Regions from separate parts of the Mus musculus genome. Here regions 1, 2 and 3 are each linked to region 4. The links are chromatin contacts, called in public HiChIP or PLAC-seq and promoter capture Hi-C maps. All regions are on one chromosome and are shown on one strand. The core of a region is the stretch at or near the end of the contact, and the rest is flanking DNA. Distances in the headings are between cores, read along the strand shown.

Region 1 (6,809 bases), core at 274-2,773, 1.1 Mb after region 4:
GAGAGGGACAGGGAGAGAGAGCGGGACAGGGGTGACCGAGAGCGGGAGAGGGAGCGAGACCGAGACCGAGGCAGGGAGAGGGATCGCAGAGACACCAAGCGCCACAGCAGAAGCCGGAGTCGAAGCACACCTGTACGGGACCGGGGTGGGCGCCGCTAGCCAAGAAAACACTAGAGAGCTGCAGGTACCTGCCACTTGGTCCTGGGAGGTCAAAGGCCACAGAGGGATAGGTACAGTCACCACCACCCTGGAACCAAGGGTCTCACACCATTGCTCAGTGCTGAACTATAACTGCCACACGTCCCCTCATATCAAATGGAGCAGTGGCAATCTCCCTGTTCCCCAACCTAACTCTTGGAACTTGGCCCTCTCCTTTCTTCCTGTTAAGTCTGAGAGGGAAGAGCTAGGCTATGAAGGGAAGATGTGGCCGTACGTGGGAATAACCAGTGTCCCACGCTCATTTTCCCTCCATCCTGCGTTCCGCCTCCCTTGGTACTCAGCCTTTTGGGGACAGCTGGGGCCAGGACTGGGTCACCTATGAGCTGAATCAGCCTCTCCTGAGTCCCAGGCCCCTGCAGTCCCCTGTTCTCTGGCCTGCAGTCTCTTGCCCGCTGGTTCCACTTTATAGCCACCTTTTCCTTTTGTTCAATTTTTATTTTTATTTTTTTTATTATTAAATGATGTGGTCTATGGAAAAATAAAAATCTGACTTAGTTTTGACTAGCATTTGAGTGCCTTTCCTTGGGAAGAGTTTGGGTGAAAGGGGAAGGTGAATGGCTGTGACGGTGGGCATCTGCGTTCTTCTGGGGCAGCGGCCTTCCTCGGGAACCTTCATCCCCACTTTGTCTCTAATCAGTCCAAAGCTGTATGTCTTTTTACTCTGGGAAATAGGGTGGCCTGTTTCTTTTGCAGTACCCCAACAGCCGGCAGGGTCGGCCTCCCGGTCCCCCTGCACAATTAGGCATTTGGTCGCCCTTCAAGGTGCTTCCCACAACTGCCACCAGGGGGTGCACACACTCTTTAGATCTTGCAAAGAGCTTCCCCAAAAAAGGTTCTCACTGCCCACCGTTATCTTTCCCCTGTCCCTGGCGAGCTCCCTAGACTCCTGCTTCCCCTGCCATCCTGAAGTTCACCCTAGCTGACTGAACTCGCCGTCGTGACCCGCACAAGGTCCTGAGTCGGTAGCCTCGCAGCCGCACCCGAATCCAGAACGTGAAGCCGGGTCTCCCGCAGTGCTCTCCCAGCGCCCCGCCTCACGGTGTGCCTCCGCAGGTGCTGTGCTGGCCGATCGTGTTGAGTCTCCTCCGCCAGGCCCTGGGAATAATAGCCTAGCCGTGCTACCCCTGTACCTTGCCGTGCTGCGGGCTGGCCCGGGAGGGGCCCCGCATCTGTATGCGCCCAGCAGCCCGGGAGCCGCGGGGGCGGGGACTGGCTGGGGAGGGTCGGAGGCAGGGCTCTCCTCTCCCGCGCGAGCCGCCTCTCCTCGGCAGGCGGAGCCTCCTTCCCCCGCCCCCTCCGTCTCGCTCCCTTGTTCTCGCCGGGGCCGCTCAGACCTGCAGCGGAGCCGCGGCGCCGGCTTGGATCGGCTTGGGGCTGTGCCCCCGGGAGCCAGCGACGGAGGCGGGCGGGGCGCTGTTCGCGGTCCCGGGCCCCTCGGTAGTGCCAGGTAAGGGCGCCTGCCCGGGTCGGGAATCCTCGCGGGGGCAGCGGGGGGTCCGCAGCTTGCGGTGCGCTCTGGCTGAGAGCCGTGCCGGCTCGGTTCTCCCGCGCTCTGCTCTCTCCCATCTCACACACCTCTCTCCCTTTGCCTCCCGATTTTTCTTCACCCTTCCGCCTCTCTGCCCCTTCTCTCTCCCTCTTGCCCTGTCTCTTCCCACCTCTTCTGCCTTTTTCTTCCTTTACCTTTCTCCTCTTTTCCCGCTCTCCTTTCCTCTCTCTCATTACCTCCCTCTCCTTTCCTCTCCTCTCCTCGTTCCCTCCTGCTATCCTGTTTCCCCACTCCTCCGTTTCCTTCCTTCTCTCCTCTTCGTCCCGCCTACCTCTCTGGTCCCCTGCTGCCCTCTGGCTTCTTTTCTCTGGGGAGCAAACGGCCTGTCAGGTGTGTGTCTGCTCTGGGGAAGGAGGAGGGGCACAGCTACCTGACCATGGGCCCCTTCAGGAGGAGGGAGAGAAATGGGAAGGGTCCTCTCTCTCCACCTCCTTTCCCGCAGCCCCTCCCTACCTCTACTGCTCCTAGTAGCTTACTCTACCAGAATGAAGTTCCGAGGCCTGATCTCACACACACACACACATACACACACACACAGAGAGAGAGAGAGAGAGAGAGAGAGAGAGAGAGAGAGAGAGAGAGAGAGAGAGAGAGAGAGAGAGAGAGAGAGAGAGAGAGAGAGAGAGAAAGGTTCACCTGCCCCTACCAGTTCCCAAGCCTGGTACCCAGGACTCCTCTCTGCCTTTCAGACACTCAGGCTGCTTCCCTGATGTCTTTGCTTTTCTCTCTTGCTGCCCTTCTCTCTCCGTGGTCTGTCTGTTTCTCATCTGGTCTTCCCCATCTGCCAGACCCTCCCAGATTCTTGGCCCCAAGCCTTCAATCACGCTGTCTCTGGCCCCTGGGTCAGCCTCCACTTCACCTCTCTTGGTCCCCCTGCACTGCCTGCAGCCCTGTTCCCAATTCTTCCAGATGTAGCCCCACTCTGTTCCCTTAGACCAATTCCCCTTAAAGACCGAGACTGGCAGAATGGGCTGGAGACAGTCTGGAGACGTGGGGTTCCTCAGGGGCAGGGGAGGCTTTCCTGAGTCCAGCCCGACTCAAGCTGCACTCACTCCTTGTCTTTGAGCCTGACCCTCTGGATAAGGAAGGCTGTGTGTTGATGAATACCAACCTCTCAGTTTTAAGCCCTTTCTGTCGGTCCATCTACCTTTTCTAGTCCCCTAGCTGTGTGCCCAGGCTAGAAAAGGAACAAGATTTGAAATTCCAAGTCCCTTCAGCATTCTCCTCTCCTTTTCCCTGACAGCTTTCCAGAGTTGGCCGACCTGAGATTTATGGGCTTGGAGGGGCTGGAGGTGGATCCAGGCAGAGCCTGGGAGGAAGGCTCAGGCTGTCTGTCTTGGACTGGGTTCTGGGCAGTGGGGTGTCTGGTTTCTTAGAGAGCTGGGCTTCGGTATCTAATTCGGGAGAAGAGTACGATTCAGGCTTTCCTTGATCCTGAGCAGCTACCTGTCCTACAGGTGTGGATCCATGGGGTAGCCTCAACGCGTCTTCCCCAGCCAGCTCATGGGCCACCTGGCCCTGCCCAGCCTCGGCACCTGGGGCCAGTGAACAAGAGCCCTGGCTGGATTACAAACATGTGGGGCCTTGTGAGGCTCCTGCTGGCCTGGCTGGGTGGCTGGGGCTGCATGGGGCGCCTGGCAGCTCCAGTCCCAGCCTGGGCAGGGTCCAGGGGACACTCGGGTCCTACACTGCTGCGGACCCGAAGGAGCTGGGTCTGGAACCAGTTCTTTGTCATTGAGGAATATTCTGGTCCAGAGCCTGTCCTTATTGGCAAGGTAAGGATCAACCCTCTCCGTGACGAGTCTGTCAGACCCTTAGGCCCTGCCCCAGAAACTTCATCAGTCTGCAATGACCTTGGTCCCCTGGCATTCCTCACGTACCACCCAAACCTAGGCTCTAACCCCGTGTGCTCTGCACTTGGAGCTTTCTGCCGCTTTCTCTTGACTCTTGCAGCTGCACTCAGATGTTGACCGGGGTGAGGGCCGCACCAAGTACCTGCTGACCGGGGAGGGGGCAGGCACTGTGTTTGTGATTGATGAGGCCACAGGCAATATCCATGTGACCAAGAGCCTGGATCGGGAAGAGAAGGCACAATATGTGCTGCTGGCCCAAGCTGTGGACCGTGCCTCTAACCGGCCCCTGGAACCCCCATCGGAGTTCATCATCAAAGTGCAAGACATCAATGACAATCCGCCTGTGTTTCCCCTCGGGCCCTACCATGCCACCGTGCCTGAGATGTCCAATGTTGGTGAGCACCCCAGTTCTGGGTGCCCTAGCTTACCTGGGGTTCTTTTACTCCTCCATCTGCTTTGGTTGTCTACCCTGGAATTCATCTCCTTTAACTCAGCCTCCTTCACATGCGGGGTCCCTCAGTCTACTCTTCTTTTCCTGGCCTTGCTGCTGCTGAGTGGGTTATGGGGCTCTCCCGCAGGGACGTCTGTAATCCAAGTGACTGCTCACGATGCCGACGATCCCAGCTATGGAAACAGTGCCAAACTTGTGTACACGGTGCTGGATGGGCTGCCTTTCTTCTCTGTGGACCCCCAGACTGGTAAGAATGAACTTGAGAGTCTCACAGGGCAGCCATGAGAACAAGCACCCCTGACCCAGTGTCTCTCCCTTAGGAGTGGTTCGTACAGCCATCCCCAACATGGACCGGGAGACCCAAGAGGAGTTCTTGGTGGTGATTCAAGCCAAGGATATGGGTGGCCACATGGGGGGGCTGTCAGGCAGCACTACAGTGACAGTCACCCTCAGCGATGTCAACGACAACCCCCCCAAGTTCCCTCAGAGTAAGGGGGGCAGTTCTGTGCCCAAACAATCCTTTAATGTCCTACCTACAGACCCCGGGGAAAGGAAGTACTGGGGTAGGGAGGAGGACTGGAGACTTCTCTTAAGAACCCATCTTCCCTCCTCCTTCCCCTGAGGTCTATACCAGTTCTCAGTGGTGGAGACAGCTGGACCTGGAACCCTGGTGGGCCGGCTTAAGGCCCAGGACCCAGACCTAGGGGATAATGCTCTCGTGGCATACAGCATCCTGAATGGGGAAGGATCAGAGGTCTTCAGCATCAGCACAGACTCCCAGGGCCAGGACGGGCTCCTTACTGTCCGCAAGGTTAGCTTTCTGCCTGCTACCTGCAGATGCAGCTGTGGGTACGAAGCTCATTGGTAGGGAGCTTGCTTACTATGCACCAAGATTTCATTCCCAGCACCAGAAAAAAAAAAACAAAAACAGAGGACTCCCTCCCCCCTGCACTGCAGCTCGCTTAACCCCTGGCTCTGCCCCACCACTGCCAATGCTTTTAACTAATTTCCTACAACCACGCTTAGATCCCCTGTGTTGGAGCTGGGGGGAAATCATAACAATCTTACCTTTTAGAATTACCAGCTACGCCATGTGCCACTCACCATGACCACTGAGGCCATGCCTCTCCAGGGCCACCTCTCCTGAGCACGGGGTGCACATGCAAAGAGACTTTACTCCTGTGAGCTGGGCCCACCCCGGTTTCCCAGTACCTCAATTCTCTGTCTCCCCTCCTCACAGCCCCTGGACTTCGAGACTCGTCGCTCTTACACCTTCCGTGTAGAAGCCACCAACACACTCATCGACCCAGCCTATCTGCGGCGAGGTCCCTTCAAGGATGTGGCCTCGGTACGAGTGACTGTGCAGGATGCTCCAGAGCCGCCTGCCTTCACCCAGGCCACCTACCACCTGGCAGTACCTGAAAACAAGGCCCCTGGAACCCTGGTGGGCCAGATCTCAGCCAGTGACCTGGACTCCCCCGCCAGCCCCATCAGGTTAGCTGGGCTGTGAGCTGGGACAAGGCTTCCTTGTATACACGGTGTGCTGTCTACATGACAAGCCATATCACTTAGCAAAGTTCTCTCTTCTTATGCCAGCTTGCTGGTTGGCAGGCCTAAGTGCCGGAGGAACTCTGGAGGCCTAACTACAGTCCCTCTCTCCACCTATTTCTTTGGCTAGACGGGAGTGGCGCCTCCTAGTGGCAGGCCAAGCAAATGCATTCTCATCTGATAAATGGATCTCTATTGATCATGCCCTAAGTGCTTCACATTTTACCCACTCGATAACATTTAATTGTCATAATGTCCCTATGAAGTAGGTATCATCATTGCCAGTTGTTCTGCGTGCCAACCGTGAATGGCTAAGTTGTTTGCCCACTGTGGGGCAACAGAGCTGATGTTCAGATTTGGCGTGGTCCACCCTGTTAATCTCCACTCTTCCAACTTCCTGGCCAGCATCCCTGACACAGCTCTGTGAGGGGGTGCTGGTGTCCCTCCCATTTTGCAGTTGATTAAACAAGGTCAAAAGAGTTCTCCCAAGGTCACACAGGTAGTCTGAGGCAGAGCAGGGATGAAACAGGGTCCTTAGGTTCCCAGAACAGAGCCTGCGAGTCTGAAACACAGGGCGTGTCTCTTCCACTCCTGTGGAATCCGGTCCCCCTATGTCAACAGGGCTTCTCAGGGAGTCCAGCCTGACTGCAGGGACAGCTCTGAGTGGCTGGTAAGGCTCTCCTCAAAACATTTGGACACTCTAGCAAGATGAGCCTTGAGGCCCAGCAAGATGAACAGAGAGGAGAGTAGGGAAGGCAGGAGAGGGGGCGCCTCCCAGATCAGTCCATCTTCCCTAGATACTCCATCCTCCCCCACTCGGATCCAGAACGTTGCTTCTCCATTGAGCCCGAAGACGGCACTATCCGTACAGCAGTGCGCCTGGACCGCGAGGCTCGTGTCTGGCACAACCTCACCATTCTGGCCACAGAGTTGGGTGAGAAGCCCTGGGCCCTAAGGAGCACCATACAGAGAGCTATCCCTGGATGTGGGCGGGGAAGGGGTAGCAACAGCCACAACCTCATCTGTGTTGGGCTCCTGACCCTCAGCTCATGAAGCAGGCATCCTCGGGCTGGTGGGGGAGCCTGCGTGAGCAGGCACTTATGCCTCGTCTGCCTTGCTCAAACCCAGAGCCATACCTTCCGACCCAAGTGTTAACAAACTGCCAGGGCCAAAAAAGGACTTTGCAAGA
Region 2 (6,203 bases), core at 177-2,676, 1.1 Mb before region 4:
CTCTTTGAGGCAGTTAATGTATCCTGGGTCAGCTTTGAACTGATTCTGCTACTTCTGTGCCTTTAATACTGGCACTCCATTCCTGTGCTATGAGGTGTGGGATTTTGTTTTCAAATCATATCTAAGCCTAAACCAAGAAAGCAGTGGTGACATGCTTACAATCCCAATGCTCCAGAGGCAGAGGAAGAGAGAGGCAAAGGCAGAAGAAAGATCACAGAGTTCCAGGCCAGACTATGCTAGACATTGTCTTAAAAGAGAGACTCATATATATTTTTGCTCTTTTGGTTTTTCAACTCAGGGTTTTTCTGTGTAGCCCTGACTGTCCAGGAATCCACTTTGTAGACCAACCTGGCCTCGAACTCACAGATATCCAACTGCCTCTGCCTGCAAGTGTTGGAACTAAAAGCATGCGCCACCAAGTCCAGTTAAGAGTCATATATTTTCACATATTATGTAACAAGAACCTCAATCCAACCTAAAAGCATCAGTTGTAATCCCGCTAACAAACACCAGGGCGAGGTGCATTTCTTAGGTTACAGGGAGTCCTGGAAATCCGGCACCAAGTCTTCTGCCAAAGACATGGGTATAGACGAGGAACAAAAGACCCTCGTGCCGCCCTCCAGCGGCTCCGCTCCGAATGCGTCCGGTGGGACTCCCATTAGAGGGTCACTGCCCACGGAGCCAGGATGAAGCGAAGGGCACGCGATGGCCCGAGGCCCGGCAAACGTGGAGGACAGGCGCCGGGCAGGCCGGAGAGCGCGTGCTCGGCCAGGCACCGACGGCCAAGGCCAGACAGCCCAGGTCCCAGGGGCGCGAGCCCGCTAAGGGAGCCCGGGGCTCCATCTTGCCCGGCGGCAGTCTGGGGTCACCACTGTCCTGTGGCCCCGCCGCAATCTCGGCGCGCAAACTCTTGGCGGCCGAGGACAAGGCCTATGGTAGAGCGCGATCGGACTCGTTCCGGGCCAAGTTTCTCGTCCCCACGGGTTCGGTTCTGATGGGCCCCAAGTTCTCCCAACAGATCCCACAAAATGGAGGCCGACGTCTCCTCCCGCCGCAGCCATGGCGGAGGTGGGACACCCTTCCCACGGGCCAGGCAAGGTGGAAGCGCCTGCACGGCCGCCAGCGCACCAGTCCCCTTGCGGCCGCGGCCGGGCTCGCCCCCTCGGTCCGCCGCAGGCATTGCCGGGCTCGCCAGTCGCCGGGGTCTTGGGGGCCTGGACAGGGAGGACGCCGGGACATCGAGGCCGCGTCTCTCCTCGAGCAGAGTCGCAAAGGGCCGTGGCGACCGTCTGGAGGCCGAGACCCAGTGTCCCGATCCCGGGCCCACCGGAAGCCTCGACGAATATCGCCCGCCCCCAGGGCCGAAGCGCGAGCCGAACTGCGGGCAGCGCCACTCGGGCTCCTGACCCGGGCAGACCCCGCGAGTGGGGGCGGGGCGGGGGCACGGAGGGAGGGCGGAAGAGAGGGAGGGCCGGCCCAGCCCGGGGCTGGCGGCGGGGGGGGGGGGGGGGGGGGCCGGCAGGCCCGAGGGCGTGGCCCAGGTCTGACGGACAGCCGCCGTGACTACCTCACCGAGGAGGGTCCTGAAAGAAGGCCGACTGGGCCAATGGAGCCTGCCCGAGGCATTCCGTGCCGCCCACGCCATCAGCCAATGAGCGTGCGGAGGGCGGGGCCTCCCCGGGCCCCGCCGTGCCACCGCCTCCTCTGCCTCCTCCTCACCAGCGCTAAAGCCGGGACTGGACCGAGCGGAGTTGTGCGTGTCGCCGAAGGGGGGTGGGCCGGGGGAGGGGAGGTTCGTTCCGCGGAGCTGCAGCCAGAACCCGGTGAGGCTTCTCCCCGCCGTCTTTCCTGTCGAGGGCCGCGGAGAGTGGGGGTGGCTGGGAGCAGCGCAGCCTCGGGAGGAGGAGGCGGAGGCGGGGGCGACTGGGGAGGCGGAGATGGGTGAGGGCAGCGTCGGGAGCCTCCCACCGAGCCGGGCTTAACAGCCCGCGGCGGCCGGTGTCGCGGCTGCTGCGTCGGGGCCTGAGGGTGCGCTGGGGGCCGCGCTGATGTCCAGGGCGGCTTCGCGTGCGGCCGGAGGGGTGAGGGAGCGCGGGCGCGGCAGGGCTGGCTGGGTGAGGCGGCCGCGGGGCGGGGAGCGCGAGAGCCTCCGGGTGCGGGCGGCAGCGGCCGGAGGTCGAAGAGTGTTTTCCTTTCTGTGCTGCGAGCGGGCGGGCGGGTCGGGGAGGGGCCCTTTGGCCCTCCCGCCCGGGGGCCGCACTCCCACCCTGTCTGTTCAACCGACACCCCAAGTTTTCCGTGTTAAGGGGCGTCCTCTTACGTCCCGCGGCGTTTTCTCTCTCTCTCTTTTTTTTTTTTTTTGGGTCGGTCTGTCGCAGCTTTTAATCTTATTTGAGCCAGTTTCTAATGGCTGACCTGGTGCCTGTCGCGGGCTACTGAGGAGTTAGGCCCTAATCAAGTGCTTGCGGCAAATGGGACCCAATTGTTGAACCTCTCCCGGGTCGGATTTGTACTTGAGTGGTAACTACTTAGGAGAAATGTGAATCCCTTTCTAGATTCGAGGACGCGTTTACTCTTCGACTCAGCTGCGCGCTCTACTCATAATTCTGAAACTGGAAAGAACATATGAGCTTGGCCTGCTGTCGTTTAGTTGATCTATTGTTTATTTGGAGAAGGTTGGTAGAACAGCTTGGGAATAACTTCACCTTGACTTATTTATTTCCTTTGGCGTTCAGGGTTTGGTGCTACCTCGGAGCTGTTGATGTTCACTGTATGTATGTGTTTTGGGTGTTTGTTTGTAAATTTCTTTTTATACTAGGATCTTCAAGCTACTTTGGTGAAGGATTTGACAGGAATAAGGAAAACATCTCCATTGTGAGTCATTTTGCGTAGCTTTCCTGCTTAAACCACTAGGATAGACTTTTCTATTTTGTCGAAGTGAAGAGTTGCTGCCTGAGTGATTTCTGCTGAGAAAGCCAAGCCAGTGTGATCTGTAGTGTGTTAGTGGGTACTACTAACATGGCTGTCTTCTCAGATTCCTAAATAAGACTATGTTCTTAGTCATAAGATGCTGTGCACTTAACATTTTTGTGTTCCTTTCTAGGAGATTTCTTTAATTTCTTGTATTTTTAAACCACTAAGCAGTTATTTATTTTTGAAAAAGCTTGTTTGTTTGTTTGTTTAAAATGTTTTCACCATTGCTCTCTTCAGACACACCAGAAGAGGGCATCAGACCCCATTATAGATGGTTGGGAGCCACTATGTGGTTGCTGGGATTGAACTCAGGACCTCTAGAAGAGTAGTCAGTGCTCTTAACCACTGAGCCATCTCTTCAGCCCACACTAAACAGTTATTTTAAATAAAGATTAAATATTTTTAAAAATTACTGACATGTTTTAAGATGGAGGACAAACGAATTACAAGGGTTTTTTGTTTTTCAGTTTTAAAAAGATTATATGTTACATATATAGGTGTTTTGCTTCATGTATATCTGTGTGCCACTTGGCTGCAGTGCTCAAGAAGTTCAGAAGAAGGTAGAGGATCCATTAGAACTAGACAGCAAGTTATGAACTGCACTTAGGCGTATGGGGACTCAAACCCTGGTCCCTTGGAAGAACAGCTGATGCTCTTAACCACAGAGCCATCTCTCCAGCACTGTGATTTCTTATATAGTACTTCGTAGACATGCACTTCTTTTTTAATTTCTTTCTTTTTTTTTTAAAGATTTATTTATTTTATATATGTGAATACACTGTCGTTATCTTCAGACACACCAGAAGAGGGCACCAGATCTCATACAGATGGTTGTGAGCCACTGTGTAGTCTCTGGGAATTAAACTTTGGACCTCTGGAAGAGCAGCCGGTGCTCTAAACTACTGAGCCATCTCTCCAGCCCCCAGACATGTATTTCTTACTTTTAAAAAATATTTAGAGAGAGAGAGAGAGAGCCTGCCTTCTTTCCATCCTTCCTGAGGAAGCCAGAAGAAGGTGTTGGGTCCACTGGAGCTGGAGGTACATGTAGTTATGTTCTAGGATCAGCTGGGTTCTGGGATTAGAACTCTGGTCCTCTAGAAAAGCAGTAGATATCCTTAGCTGCTGAGACATCACTCCAGTCCCCATCAGATGTACCGTTTTAAAGTTAGGGCAGTGTCAGACTGTAGAATTCTGTCTGCCTGTTAAGATTGGAGGTTGCACTGGGTGTGGGTGCATTTACAGAGCAAGTTCCAGGACAGCCAGAGTTAAACAGCAAAACCCTGTCTTGGAAGAGAAATTGAAAAAGGCAACTGAGGGGCTGGAGCATGTTGGTACTCTTGTGAGGGACCTGGGCTTGAGTCCCAGCACTTCCATGACAGCTTGCAATAGTCTCTAACTCCAGTTCAGGGGACCTGATGCCTCTTCTGATCTCCTCAGGCTTCCTACATGCTCATGATGCACATAAATACACTCAGGAACACCCACAGAATTAAATAAGCAATTTGAAAAATAGATACACTTTAAAACAGTGGTTCTCACCAGACTGTGGTAGCACACATCTTTAATCCCAGCACTTGGGAGACAGTAAATTTGAGGCCAGCCTGGTCTACAGAGCAAGTTCCAGGACAGCCAGGACTACTATGCAGAGAGACCTGTATAGTGGGACTATCTTGGACCCACCAAAGATATAAATAACTCAAGGGTTTATTAATATTTTAAAGCTCCATTCTTTTGCTGAGCAGTCTCCTGACTACTCCTGGCATTATTTCCTTCTGTGTGGCCAGATCTACATCTTACACTCAACTTTGGTCTGTCTGTTTACTTCCTTGTGCGCTAGGTGCCTGGAAGATCCACCTTCCACTTCCTGCCCAACTATTGACCAGGTGAGGAAGATGGAATATTTACAGAACATGAGACTAGTGATGGGCCATAGAATTAACAGTTCCCAGATCCTGCCAGCATTTAGCTCTCTGCCAGTACAAAATGAATGACTGAATATACAGGGACATACCTTCACATAGTATACCCTAACAACACTGTCCCAAAAAAATACAACAACAACAAACAAAACCCACAGTGGTTCCAAACTTACCTAATGCTTTGACCCTTTATCACAGTTCCTCGTGTTGTGGTAACTCCTAACCATAAATTATTTTTGTTGCTACTTAATACTGTAATTTTGCTATTGTTAGGAGTTGTAAATATTTTTGAAGATAGAGATTTACCAAAGGTGTTTCATCCTATAGGTTGAGAACCCCTGCTTTAAAAGTTCAAAGCCAGAGGGTGCAGAGAGGGCTCAGCTAGTCTCTCCCTGTAGCCCAGAACACCCATACACAGTCAACACAAAAAAGAGCATGGCTATTTCTCTGTATAGTGCTGGCTGTCCTGGAACTTACTTTGTAGACCAGAGTGGGTTCAAACTCAAGAGATCGCCTGCCCGTGCCTTTTAAGTGCTGTGTGTGCCAGAAAATTTCTAGATTCCATCTCAGTTAAATCTGCTGGTTTCTTGTGAATCATAGTCAAGTTTTCAGACCCAGCTAACTGGGATCTACAGATTTAATTATGCCACACAAATGATCCTGTTAGTCTTCGCTTCCTTCTGAACATAAACCATGCTTTTGGCCGCTGCATTTTTCTTCCTACTCTTGTATTTAATAGTCTGTTGTGAAGGGAAGCTAGGGCAGAAGCCTAAAGGCAGAAACTGCATTTGCCTGACTTCTACAACCTAGAATAAATTGTCCCTGGTGGTACCACCCCCAGTGGGCTGGGCCCTTCTACCTTATTCATCAATCAAGGAATACCCCACAGGCTTGCCTACAGGCTAGTCTGGTATTTTCTACATTGAGGTCTTCCTTCCCTGGTGACTTAAGCTTGTGTCAAGTTAACAAAAAAGGAAACTAACCAGTGCAAATCTCTCTACCTTGGCTATTAAGCTTTTAATTTTCACCAGCTCTTTTTGAGATACAATTTTTTAATGTTTACTAATGTTATCTATGAGATTTATTATTTGAAAAAAATCTGCAAATAAAAACAACGTAACAGGGCTGGAGAGATGGTTCAGTGGTTGGGAGCACTGACTGCTCTTCTGAAGGTCCTGAGTTCAAATCTCAGCAACCAAGTGGTGGCTCACGGCCATCTGTAATGAGATCTGATGCCCTCTTCTGGGGTGTCTAAAGACAGCTACAGTGTACTTACATATAATAATGGATAAATCCTTTTTCTTTTCCAAT
Region 3 (6,168 bases), core at 3,355-5,854, 1.5 Mb after region 4:
GATGCGGTGTGTCTCTGGAGCAGGGCATGGCTCAGTGGGACCTGTCTGCCATGGTGTGTTATGTTAGAAGCTGAGGATCTGAGTCCGGCTTGCTGTGGTGCTGGTGAGCCATGGAAAGGGATCCAATGGTGGCTACTGCCCTGAGTCTCTACCAGGTTGTCACACAAAATTCACTCATGTAGCAGAGAAGTGGCACATCAGAGTCCCTTCCTTTCTCTGGTTCTATCTGCTGATACAGATGAAGGGAATATATATATCCTTTCTCTGGTTCTATCTGCTGATACAGATGAAGGAAATATATATATATATATCCTTTCTCTGGTTCTATCTGCTGATACAGATGAAGGGAATATATATATATATATATATATATCTCAATCACCTGAAACCTCCAATACAGAGACATGGTTCTGATGAATGGTTTTAAGGAACAATGCTATGTGCAGGCCTAGTGTTTAAGAACCAGTGAGGATGACAGAGATAGGTAGGTGCGCCAAGGTGAGTGGTGGTGAATTGGATGGCCTTGGCTTAAAGACAGAGTCCTTCATCGGGAGGTGACTCACCCCAAGGCCCAGCCACTCGAAGAACAGCCAGTGGATTGGAACGTCCCAGGACAGATGCCACAGCCTTGACCCAGGTTGGAGGTGCACGGATCTCACTAGGGTCAGTTGGTCGTAGGGGAAAGCCCCATGGATCCACCAGGATAAGATGTTTAACTCTACATTAAACAGAAGATACACTGTATTTGCTTGGAGGTAGCATAGTTTTCCAGTTGCTGGGGAATGAGAGCATTACTGGGATAAATATTGGAACGTGTAGGAAGGCAGAGTCAGCTCATGAGTGAGAAGAGTAGCTTAAGTTACCTTTCAGGGTACTTGATAGAGTAAGAAGTGGCCAGGAATCCTCCCAAACTGTGCCCCAGGAGGATCATGGTGGGGATTCCCATGGTCTCCCGCCATGTCTCTATTGAGGCCACAAACTCATCTTCAGCTCCTTCTGGGTCCCTTGGGAATGTTGGCCTTGAGCTTCGCCCAAAACCAAGCAGATCAAAGGTATGAAGTGTGCGGCGGGCACTCAGTGAATCCATGTTGAGGATCCAGAGGCCCACACCGCCCCCAAAGCCATGTACCATCACCAGAGGGGTGCGATCCTTTTGTTCTGGGCTCACAGTCACCGTCCAGATCTTGTTCTGGTTTGGGAGGGATACATAACGGGCCAGGAACTTGTTCTGGAGACCTGGGAAGGGAAGAATTCCTGGGTAAAGCATCAAGAATGCTTCCTGAGAGCACAGACATTTTGCCTAGAATACACTCTTCAGTTTTCTCTCCTCTTAAAGAGATCATTTTAGGAAGCCCTCCTAGTCTCCACAGTGAGTTCCAGGACAACGAGGGCCACATAGAAAGACCCTGTCTCAGAAGAAAAGGGTAATAATGATGATGATAATAATAATAATGATAAAAGAAGACATGCTGAGGAAGCCATGGGAAGCAAGCCAGGAAGCCACATTGCTCTATGGTCTCTGCTTCAGGTCTTGCCTCTAGGTTACTGCCTTGGCTTCTAAACTTCATGATGGATTGTAACCTGTAAGCCAAATAAACATTTCCTCCCCGAGTTTGATTTGGTCAATATTTTAATCTCAGGAACAGAAAGTGAACTAAAACAGCCTCATCCATCTTCGGCCTCCTTAGCCCGGCCTTAGACAGAACCCTAAGTCAGGTTAGCAAGAACTGTCACGTGGTGTGCCCTGTTCCCCCATCTTTAGATCTGATCCAGTGAACCAACTTCTATTTTTTTGTGTTAAGTCCTTGACTTTTCTTCAGCAAGAATCTTGCTGAGTTCACTCAGAAGAAACTCCCCGTCTTGAGGTCTTTAGTAATCTCCATCCACTGACCTTGTCCGTTCCTTAGCTCTAAGTTCCCCAGCTGTTCCTGTAGCATGGGGAACTGGGAATGTTATCATCCCAGTGATGACAGGTCGAGGGCGTTGAGGGACCACTGTCGTGGAATACTTTGTTGTCTGTCTGTATCCTCCCTGCAAGCCAATGATTTTCTTTCCTCTAACCCATACTCTCCTAATGAGGAATCAGGGGGCTCAGTGGACCCAGGTTGGGGAAGATCCTGTATCCTTTCCAGGCCTTTTAAAGGGGAGGAGCAAACTGTCCCTTCTACTTACACTGGAGGATCCTGGCTTCCACATTCTTCAGTTGAGACATGGAAGTGGGGCGCCAAGTGGGGAGCCAGCTACTCAGCCAGCCCTGAGGCCTACAAGACACAAAGGTACTTACTGACAACACTGGAAAGAAGCCACTGTTCCCAGCCTTGCTGATAGCTCCTAGAGTTATCAGGGTACAAGGTGTCTCCCAACTTCAGGAGGCCTGCCCTTCATGGTCTTCAATATCAGCAATGCCTAAGCAGTCCGATAGATACACTGTTACTCTTTCCTTAGGCAAATGGCTATTAAGAACAATGGCCCTTAACAGATAGCAGATACCATGAACACAAAACTTGACTCTTTTGTATTTATTACCTTCCTGGAGCTTTACAACTCCTCTTTGTTGCTGGTTATTTTAATCTATGTTCAAGGAGATTACAGAGGGAGAGGGAGAGACTTTCACTAATATTTCCATTATTCTTTGTCACTCTCAAAACTAGCTGTTATTTTAGGGTATTACAGACAAATTCCCATGCCATCTGCTGTCATGCATGCTTCTGGAAGTTTGGGGTGCTGTTAGTGCCTGATTGGGGAATCCATCCATCAGGGATGAATTTAGAGCTGGGGCAGGCAAGGACCAAGGGGTAAGATATCTAGATTCATGTCACCAAAAGACACAGGTGGCCTCTGGCCCATTTTTCAGGTTGTAAAACTAGGAGAAAACTTGCCTATGTCCTAGAGTAAAACTGGTAACTTATCCTACTTTCCCTTTCACACCCAGTGACTCAGCCACTGAAGAGCAGAGGTGCCAAGCACTGGCTCTGGAGTATACAGAACTCCTGGGTCTGAACTATAGACCCACAAGTGAGGAACGGAAGGGGTTGAGGTCCAGACATACAGTGAACCTTGACAGGTGCCTGCCACAAATGTAGTTCTTGTTCTACCTTTCCTGTCTTGCATGCTTTCTCTCTTTTTGTGAACTCTGCCTAGGTGAAGGTAAGAGGATGGTTGCAGCAAGGGCTTGTGGGTTTGAGCAGGAGAAGATGATGGCATCCTTGGCGGAACCATCCCAGCTACTCATAGCATACACAATGGGCACCCTGAGTATCATGGGAACTCGCTGGATGAAGCACCAATACCTAGACCACAGATCTTGGCCAGTCTCAAAAGAGAGACTTCCTCTTTGCATTGTAGGCTATAACAAGTCAGACCATGACACCTGAACGAACCCCACACATCTCTAACTCTGGACAGCAGAGCTCAAGAGAAATGCTTCCCTATGAGACAGCAACACTGGCAGCAGTCCACACAGGCCTGGAAGGGGTGGGGGTTGGGGGACAGGGAGCTATGGGCACAGCTTGGCCTTTCTTCTGTACAAACAATCCAGAAAGAGAAAAGGCAACAGTGCCTGTCACACTGTGTGTCAGTGCTATTAGGGAGGTGAGAGCTGAGGTGGGAGAGTGAGGCAAGCAGCCTCTTAACATTGAGCAAGTCTCTGAATTTCTATGGGCATCCGCATCTGTTGCTTTATTTGTAAAACGGAGCTGAATGACCTGAGTCTTCTTTGGCTCTAGTGCCGTTTCCCGCAAGTCACTGTAGGCACCATAAATTTCCTCTTAGAAAGCAATACTCTTCTTGGGCAGTTCTTTTAGGTCCCTTACACGATTGTTTACTATTGATACAAAGTTATTTCGTTGTTCTGCAGATCCAAAAGGACAAATATTAGGTCAAGGGAAGGCCCTGTTCCTGTGAAACCCTTGGAGCTGAGTCATTCTCCTCTAAGCAACTTTTTCCCGATCCTGTTAGACCACCATCACACAGGTGGCATCTCAAACTTGATGGCCTTGGGCGAGCAGTAACCACATCCCAATCTAACAAACCTACTTCTGAAACCACGGCAGTAAGCATGTGTTTATGATTAAGAACACTATCAACTAGGATTGCAAGCAGAACGTAAAGGCGGCCAAGGGCTAAAGGAATTTGCAAGCCAGTTCCACACTAATTCCATCGCAGTGGAGACTTCTCCTACCCATGCCTTGTCCTTCAAGGGCTTTTCACACCCACGACTTTAGTTCCGGGCAAGTCTCCACAAGCACCACGTCCGCATCGGGAAGAGCTAGCTTATTCCTCGTGCTTTACCACTAATCTAACTGGGCTACCAGAGGGGCGATCGCGAAGACTAGTGGAAAGTCAGAGTCCCCAGGCTGAACGCAAGCTTAACCCTCAACACTCTCCCAGCTCCGCAGCCTTCTCATCTCTCAGCGCTCCCGGGGCTCCTGAGCGCAACCCATCCCTCCCTGGAAGCCAACCTGAAAGGAAAGGCGGGGAGTCTGAAGCTGTCCGCAACTACAGACAGTCCCCGGATCCTGGCCCGGACAGATAGAGACAGAAAGAGAAACGGACAGGAGTAACTCACTGCTGCTCCAGATCATCAGCCATAGTAAACAAGCCCTGCCGGGTCGAGCTGAGCCAGCCCATCCCTCCGCTCGACGCCAGAACCAGCTGACCCAGGGAAGTATCGGATAACAAAGGGGGCGGGGCCGGAGGCGGGGCCTGGGTCGCTAGCGGGGTTCTAGCGGGCAAAGTTGGCAGACCAACCGACTCAGCACATGGACAGCAATCAGTTGGGTGCTTCCTTCTGTTTGCTCCCTCTGGCCTGCGTCCAGGCTGAACACTACGGTCCCACAAAAGTAGGCTCCTTAATCCGGATCACATCCCTTTGGGGGACAGTGAGGGAGACAGGAAGACAGGTAGTTTAAAACTCAAAGTTCCTCACTGGAATGCCACCAGCCCCGCCTCCACACCTCCTTCAATTAAAGAGTGAAGGAACTGCTTTGCCTCTTGCTCACGTTCTCAAGCTTCCCTCTGTATCTCAGGTCACAGACGCTTCATCTGCCTTGGTAGTCCTATGGAAATGGTTTAGATGTCCGTGGAGTCATAAGGGTGCTTCCTATAAAAGGGCCTCGGATATTGTAACCCAAGATTTCCCGGTTCCAGAAATACAAAAAGCATGCTGCCTAGTTAAATTTTAGACAGCAAAGTTTAAAGCTAAGTAGGCTCCCTGTAGTATTTGGGGCATCCTGTATTCACAGCTCTAAGATGAGGGGTGACACCTGTCAGCATAAGCATTTCTCTGTTCTGGGGATGTCTTGCCTCAACCTACTTTCCAAGGAAAAAGTAGCAGTATCCTGCTTCCTTCCATTCGGTGGACCTCCCAGAGGAGGGCCAGTTAAAGGCCTAACGCATAAGGCTGGGCGTGATTAGGTATGTGGATATAAGATTAAGGATGTGGGATGTGAAGTGACTTAACCCAGAAGTTTTGAGCACATTTCAGGCTGGCTCGGCAGAGAGGCGGGACACATCTTGAAGCTGGCTTCAGAATTCACTTGAAATGGCAAAGGGGGTGTGGCATCCCTGGAGCCGCTCCCTTTCTGATTATCCACTGCAGTAGTTTAATCATACTTAAGGGGAAAGAATCTACTGAGGACTCTCTCTCTCTCTCTCTCTCTCTCTCTTACACACACACACACACACACACACACACACACACACACACGTCAAGGTGTATGTGTCCTGGGTTGGCCTCACATTGGATGTGTATCTGAGGATGATCTGTGCTTCCGAGTCTCCTGTTTCTATCTCTGGAGTGCTGGGATTATAGGGTATTCTGCCAGGCTTGTTGATTCAGGATTGTGGATCGAACCCAGGGCTTTCTGCTTGCTAGCTAGGCACTTTAGCAGTGGAGCTATGTTCCTAGTCCTACAGTATTTTTCTTTGGTCTTCTTGAAAGACCGAAGAGAACCTGAGATTTATTCTTTCCAGAAACACAATGTTAAACTGATCATTATAAGGGTTTAAAGTTGAAGAGAACTGGAATTTTCAGAAATGTCCATCCATGATTTTAGCCAAGCTCAGTGGTCCCACAATTCACTATACACAGTCATTGGGTAGGCTTGATAACAACGCAGCCTCCTGATTGCCATCCTCAGAATCTAATTCAGTTAGTTTGGTTTGAGG
Region 4 (6,210 bases), core at 1,379-3,878:
TGTGTAGCCCTGGCTGTCCTAGAACTCACTCTGTAGACCAGGCTGACCTCGAACTCAGAAATCCACCTGCCTCTTCCTCCCAAGTGCTGGGATTAAAGGCGTGCACCACCACTGCCCAGCTCTTCAGTATTTTTAAATGTAGGTTACATTCTATGACTATAACAAGAAACAAAGTTAGTGGTCTCAATTAGCATTTTTATTTTAATTTTTATCTTTTTATATGCATTACATCCTATCCATTCCTTTATCTCCACTCCTACCCAGTTCCCACCTCCCCACCTTCCCTCTCCCCCAGATCCACTCTTTCTGTTTCCCTTCGAAAAACAAAACAAACAGGCCTCCCAGGGATATCAATCAAACATGGCATAACGGATTACAGTAAGACTCCGCACAGATGCTCACATCAAGACTGGATGAGGAGACTCAGGAGGAGTAAAAGTGCTCTCAGTGTAGGCAAGAGGTAGAGATATTCCCCACTCCCACTGTTGTCCAAGCTGCACAACCATAATGTATATGCAAAGGGCCCAGCTCAGATCTATCCAGGGTCGGAGATTATTACTTTAGTCTCTGTGAGCCCCTATGAGCCTGCGTAGTTGATTCTGTGAGTCATGTATTTGTGGTGGCCTCAATCCCTCTGGCTCCTAGAATCCTTCTTCCCCCTCTTCTGCGAGGTTCCCCCTAGTGTTTGACTGTAGGTCTCTGCATCTGCTCCCATCAGTAATTAGCTTTTTTTTTTTTTTTTTAAGATAGAGAATAAAATTTAAAAGGAAAGAAAATATCAGAAAAAGAGGTAGCATGTGGAAAGGGTAAGGGTATCTTTTTCTGAACTTTTGCTTAGATCCAACATCCACACACAAATCACATTAGGGTTAGAAACAAACTTCCCAGCCAGGTGGAAAGGCATACGCCCGTAATGTCAGTATTAGAGAGGCTGAGGCAGAAAGTCAATAAACTGGACACCAGCATAAGCTTACATAGTAAGTTCAGACCAGCATGTGCTACACAGTAAGAACTTGCCCAAAAAACAAAGCAGCCGCCAAGTGGTGGCGCACACCTTTAATCCTAGCACTTGGGAGGCAGAGGCAGGTGGAGCTCTGAGTTCAAGGCCAGTTTAGTTAGGCATGGTAGCAGCACAAGCCTGCAATCCCAGCACTTGGAAGGCAGGAGCGAGCAGGAGCATCAAGGCCAGCCTGTGCTACAACCCAAGTCAAAAGCCAGCAGGGCTATCTGGGAGACTCTGTCTCCAAAGAAAGTATCGGAGCCGGGAAGGTTATGATAAGAGTGATTGCTACTAAGCCTGACAACCTGAGTTCAATACCCAGAACCCACATGGTGGAAGGGGAGAACTGACACCCACAAAGTCGTCTTCTCCCCTCCACAAGAACACTCCAGAAGGCACACACATTCGAGTGTGTACACATGCCCAGACGTATTTAAAAAAAAAAAAATTCTTACTCTGAGTTGTGGAAATAAAAATGTGAAACACATTGCTCCCTCTGTGTCTCTGCTAGTAATAGTTGGTCCTTGAATTCAAGTGTATCCATCCTTACTAGGCACACTATACTTTGGCCTTCCAGGTTCTGCCCCAAGGGTCTGCTGATTCTTTACGGTCAAGTTTCACCACAAAGATGAACTCTTCTGTTTACTGGCTTCGGAACTTCCTGACCACTCCTGCTCACCAACCCCTCTTCCCTTTCTTACAGTACTTACCAGACGACTGGGAGCCACGGGGCTTGCCTCTCTCGGACTCCAAAAGAGTACCTCCCAAGACCTGCAGCAGAGTTCTGACCACGAAGCTGCCATGCGTGTCTCCACAGAAGAACAGAAAATCATCACACACTTCAGCGGCTAGTCCCAGGACTAGCTCCTCCAGAGTTTGCGAGGGACCACCCTCCTCCTCTTCCTCCTCCTCCTCCTCTGCCTCCGCAGGACGCCTCAGCAATCGAGGTAGCTGCAGCAAAGCACTTTGTAATACGTGGACCCCACACCGATGACAAGCCACGAAGCGCAAGTTGGGGCGCAGAGCGGCCCACACTCGACACAGGGGTTTCAAAGGACTGAACCCCAAAAGCTCCTGCAGCATTTCGCTACCAGTCCTGTTCGTGGCCAAGGCTAGAGCCTGAGCCTCCACTTCCTTCAAAATATTGCGCGCCATCAACTCTTTAAAAAAAAAAAATGGGGTCATAAATAAACCGTTAGGCTGAGAGGAGGAGAAGACTTACCCATCACTTAGCCAAGACCTCCCCTGAAAGTTCGGCGTGTGGGTTTTCCACTTAACCCACGGCGTTAGCTGCTCCTACCTCGTTCTTCGGCGGCGTCGGGAGCCACTTTTAGCGCTGACAGCGCCCGTCGGAAATATCCAAGAGCCTCCGGGCTCAGATGCGGGAGAGCCTCGGGGGCCTGCTCCGCACGCGCGGCTGCCGGCAGCCGGGGATAACCATCGCGGCCGGGAGGGGGACGTCCCGAACCCCGGGCCGCGCGTCCCCGCCGGCCGGCACCCGAGAACTGGCGTCGCGCTTTGTGAGCGGAACGCGGCCCCAACCCCATGCGTGCTTTGGGACCAGCCGTTCACGCTTCCCGGTTGCAGCTCCCACAACCGCCGGCGCGCTCCGGACGCACGGGGACGTCATGAGTCTGCGACGGGGCGGGCGGGAGGGCATGATGGGCGTGGCTGCAGGTCGCCCTTCCCCATTTGCGGACTCCACCCCACTGGGTCTGACCCTGGAACTCCAGGGCTATCTTTGACTGGTTCCATATCATCGTTATCCGCACCCGGACTTCCATCCAGGCACGCACTCCAACGTGGCAAGAATCAAAGTTCTCAAACTATAGATCTGGCGATCTGGGCAGAAAGAAACCCAGAGGCTGCGTCTGCTGCTGGTAAGGCTCTGACCACTTCAGGGGTCAGGGATTCGCGGTTCTCCGTGGGTCTGGACGGGTAGCCAGAACTCCAGAGAGCCCAGGACTCTTCGTGGCCATACCCTGTTAGGCTGCATTGCCAGATTCCCTACCAAGTCAGCTTCACTCAGAGGTTCGTGATAGTATTGTGTGTAACGCTGGAGAGTCCTGGGACTCTCCTAAAAGGACAGCCTGGCCTGAGACTTTGACTCAGGTATCCTTCTGTCAAATTTCTCTCCCCTCAAAATAGTCCAAACTTGTCTAGCCCTCACAGAGACCTGGATTCAGCACACAATCTACAGGATTCCCTCAAAGCGACTCTTTACCTCCACAGATATCCCCTTTGATGTGAGTCATGGTAGCGCCTATGAAGGGCCAAGTGTGTGTGGTAACTGGTGCCTCCAGGGGTATTGGCCGTGGCATTGCCTTACAGCTTTGCAAAGCAGGTGCCACAGTTTACATTACCGGCCGCCATCTGGATACGCTTAGAGCTACTGCCCAGGAGGTAAGTGACCACCTGAATTAATCACTGTGATTACTATACCCCCCCCAACAAATCGCAATGTTTACTGAATACCATAAATAATAATCTAGGATTGATTTTTTTTCTACCAAGAGAGCTTAATGGGAAGAAAAATCTTTCTGTTTGAGAGTTTCAGGTTTTGCAAAGAAAAAAAAATTGTACTGGTGGCTTCCTCTAATTTTCCTCTTCCCTGGCATTGGGTTTTGCATGCCTTTGATGCCAGCACTCAGGAGCCAGAACCTCTCTGTGATTTCAAGGTCTACATAGTGAGTTCCAAACCGGCTACAGAGTGAGACCTTGTGGGGAGGAAAAAAGCCGGCATGGCATGCATGCCTATATAACCCAGCACTGGAGACATTGGGCCAGGAGATTTCAAGTTGAAGGTCAGCTTGAGCTATGTAGTAAGACCCTCTCAAAAAAGCTCTTAGGCTTTAGTTGGCTTAGATTGGTGATCCAGTTAGAAGACGATTTAAGTTTTAGATAGTTCACCCTGGCTGGATTGTGAAGAAGTGACTTGAAGAAAAAGACTTGAAGTCAGGCGAGGCATTGCTGCAGTTTGAGCAGGACAGAAGCAGGACCCTGGGCTCACCCCTGGAGAATAGGTACTCTTCTTCCTCTGGTGGGAGGGTCACATTTTTCAGAGGCAAGGCAAAATAGGAAGTAGCAGTAGTTTATGCCTAATAGCTTTAGTTTTTCACTGTGGAGTCAGAGCATTGGTTGAGTGAGGGAAGGAGCAGAGGCTGAGTAAGAATTCCAAGTGAGCAGCAAGGGAGTCGGAAAGGACAAAGAGGATGGTTACTTCTGTCTGAGAGTGGACGCCATGCCTCATCTCTTGCCTGGAATTAGCAGAATAATTACAAAGTAAGGTCTTGCATATGGTAGCCCTCAGTGAAAGCGGATGTTAAATCTGAAGTCCAATGTACCTTGCTCTGTTGTGGGAGGTGCCATTGTGGTGAAATTCCTAAAGCGGACACCAGAGGGAGCCATTGCATGGCCATGTCCCAGCTGTTGGCTGAGTCCTGAGCTCTCAGTTCCTAAACTTCACTGGAGTTCGGAAAGTGACACTGCTGTGAACTCATCCTCGCTGTCCCTCTCCAGGCACAGTCCCTCGGGGGCCGGTGTGTACCCGTGGTGTGTGATTCAAGCCAGGAGAGTGAAGTGAAAAGCCTGTTCGAGCAAGTAGATCGGGAACAGAAAGGGCGGCTAGATGTTCTGGTCAATAATGCCTATGCTGGCGTCCAGGTAACCTTTTAACTCGATCCAACTCTACATTCCAAATCCACCCTTGAGTCTTTATCTCCATTCGTGGTCCCATTAGCCAGCCCTTTATACCTTCATGCCAATCAGTCACCCTTATGTCTTCTAGGCAATCCTGAACACCACCAACAAGTCTTTCTGGGAAGTGCCTGCCTCCATTTGGGATGACATAAACAATGTTGGACTCAGGTGTGTGCTTCACTGCCAGAGCCTGGGCTCCTCTTGTTTAGTAGCCCCAGAGCCTGGGCCTTTTCCTATAAGGACTTTCTCCTCTGGCTTCCCCATCTCTTTCAACTCCGTTCTACTCCATTTGTCCCACTTACTCCTGGAGAAGTCCCATGCCTGTGGGTTTGCACCTAAGAATATAACCTTTTTTTTTCCCCCACGTGTGTACGTGAGCATGCATATGTGATAGGGGTGTGTAGGTGTGTTTCTGTGCCTACCTTGGTGCATGCAGAGATCCGAAGACAAGTCCAGAGAGTCAGTTCTCTTTCTCCACATCTTTCTGTGAGTTTCGGGCTTGAGCTTGGCTTTCCCGGCCTGCACAGGAAGCAGCCTTTGCCTACTGAGCCACCTCAGCCTGGGAATGGCAGTCTTTGCTTTGTCTCAGTTTGTCTTTTTTGCTTTGGTTTGATTTGGTTTGGTTTTTGAGACAGGGTTTCTCCGTGTAGCCTTGGCAGTCCAGAAGTTCTCTCTATAAACCAGGCTGATCGTGAACTCAGAGATCTGCCTGCCAAGTGCTGGGATTAAAGGCATGCCCTACCTCCCAACTCAGGGTTTTCTGACAAGATGGCAGCCTCGTTCCAGCCTCATTCTTTGCCCATCCAAGTACAAGTCCCAGAAGGAGGATTCTCTCAGTGTTGCACACAGCCCATGGGCTATGTTTTAAAAAACTATTAGAAGGAAAGCTCAAATGATTAAAAGGATGGACCAATTAATGTAGCGTGTCTATGCCCCTGTCGGTTGTGATCACTCCACACGTGTCATTCTACTTCCTTCTAATTCATTCTCAGCCCTGCTGCCCTCTCCATCCCTCGCCTCTCAGCGAGGTCTCTCTTCTCCCGTTAGTCCTGTCACTTGTTTCCTGTTTCCCTCTCTATTTCCCACCTTCCTCAGAGAGCTTCCTTCCCTGTATACGTGTGTATACATGTATAGTTTTAAACCTAGGGTCCACATATGAGAGATAACATGGTATTTGCCTTTCTGAGTCGAGCTTACTTTGCCAGATGTGGTGGTGCACGCCTTTAATCCCAGCACTCAGGAGGCAGAGGCAGGCATATCTCTGTGAGTTTGAGGCCAGCATGGTACACTAGTATCAGGACACCCAGGGCTATGTAAAGAGACCCTATCTCAGAAATAGTAACCACAATAATAATTGGTTTTTGGTTGTATCCATTTTCCTGCAAAAGAGGTGGTTTCATTTTTCTTCTTCTTCCCATTAATTTATTTTTTCACATCCTCGTCACTCCTTCCAACCCCACACCCTTTTCTTTACAGCTGTATAAAATTCCATTTTGTATCTGTACCACCTT

Evidence for each region. Promoter capture Hi-C pulls out the DNA fragments that hold promoters and counts their contacts. HiChIP or PLAC-seq counts read pairs in DNA pulled down with a chosen protein or histone mark.
Region 1: a promoter capture Hi-C map of liver shows a contact between it and region 4, with 2.3 times the contacts expected there. The contact joins the promoter of Cdh24 here to the promoter of Nop9 in region 4. A contact is called at or near these places in 4 of 39 promoter capture datasets (hippocampal neurons, liver, neutrophils and 1 more).
Region 2: a FOXA1 HiChIP or PLAC-seq map of pancreatic cancer cells shows a contact between it and region 4. The contact joins the promoter of 2410022M11Rik here to the promoter of Nop9 in region 4. A contact is called at or near these places in 1 of 39 promoter capture datasets (liver) and 1 of 115 datasets of contacts at active chromatin or transcription factors (pancreatic cancer cells).
Region 3: a promoter capture Hi-C map of hippocampal neurons shows a contact between it and region 4, with 2.6 times the contacts expected there. The contact joins the promoter of Abhd4 here to the promoter of Nop9 in region 4. A contact is called at or near these places in 3 of 39 promoter capture datasets (cranial neural crest, hippocampal neurons and pre-B cells).

The regions. Positions count from the first base shown.
Region 1 is chr14:54,636,078-54,642,886 of GRCm38.p6, reverse strand. It overlaps Cdh24 (cadherin-like 24), which reads left to right and starts at 1,523. Exons shown (of 12, transcript NM_199470.2): 1 at 1,523-1,666; 2 at 3,226-3,543; 3 at 3,722-4,016; 4 at 4,200-4,319; 5 at 4,393-4,560; 6 at 4,696-4,883; 7 at 5,313-5,566; 8 at 6,418-6,554. The coding sequence starts at 3,343. Acin1 (apoptotic chromatin condensation inducer 1) reads left to right here. Exons shown (of 19, transcript NM_023190.3): 19 at 1-726. The coding sequence ends at 159.
Region 2 is chr14:56,807,212-56,813,414 of GRCm38.p6, reverse strand. It overlaps 2410022M11Rik (RIKEN cDNA 2410022M11 gene), which reads right to left and starts at 1,426. Exons shown (of 1, transcript NR_152252.1): 1 at 1-1,426. Zmym5 (zinc finger, MYM-type 5) reads left to right here and starts at 1,951. Exons shown (of 8, transcript NM_001253753.1): 1 at 1,951-2,081; 2 at 2,556-2,675.
Region 3 is chr14:54,257,719-54,263,886 of GRCm38.p6, reverse strand. Abhd4 (abhydrolase domain containing 4) reads right to left here and starts at 4,604. Exons shown (of 7, transcript NM_134076.3): 1 at 4,568-4,604; 2 at 2,173-2,261; 3 at 864-1,236; 4 at 564-718. The coding sequence starts at 4,590.
Region 4 is chr14:55,742,111-55,748,320 of GRCm38.p6, reverse strand. Nop9 (NOP9 nucleolar protein) reads right to left here and starts at 2,628. Exons shown (of 10, transcript NM_026403.3): 1 at 2,301-2,628; 2 at 1,711-2,160. The coding sequence starts at 2,547. It overlaps Dhrs1 (dehydrogenase/reductase (SDR family) member 1), which reads left to right and starts at 2,637. Exons shown (of 9, transcript NM_026819.3): 1 at 2,637-2,880; 2 at 3,233-3,403; 3 at 4,520-4,663; 4 at 4,788-4,867. The coding sequence starts at 3,254.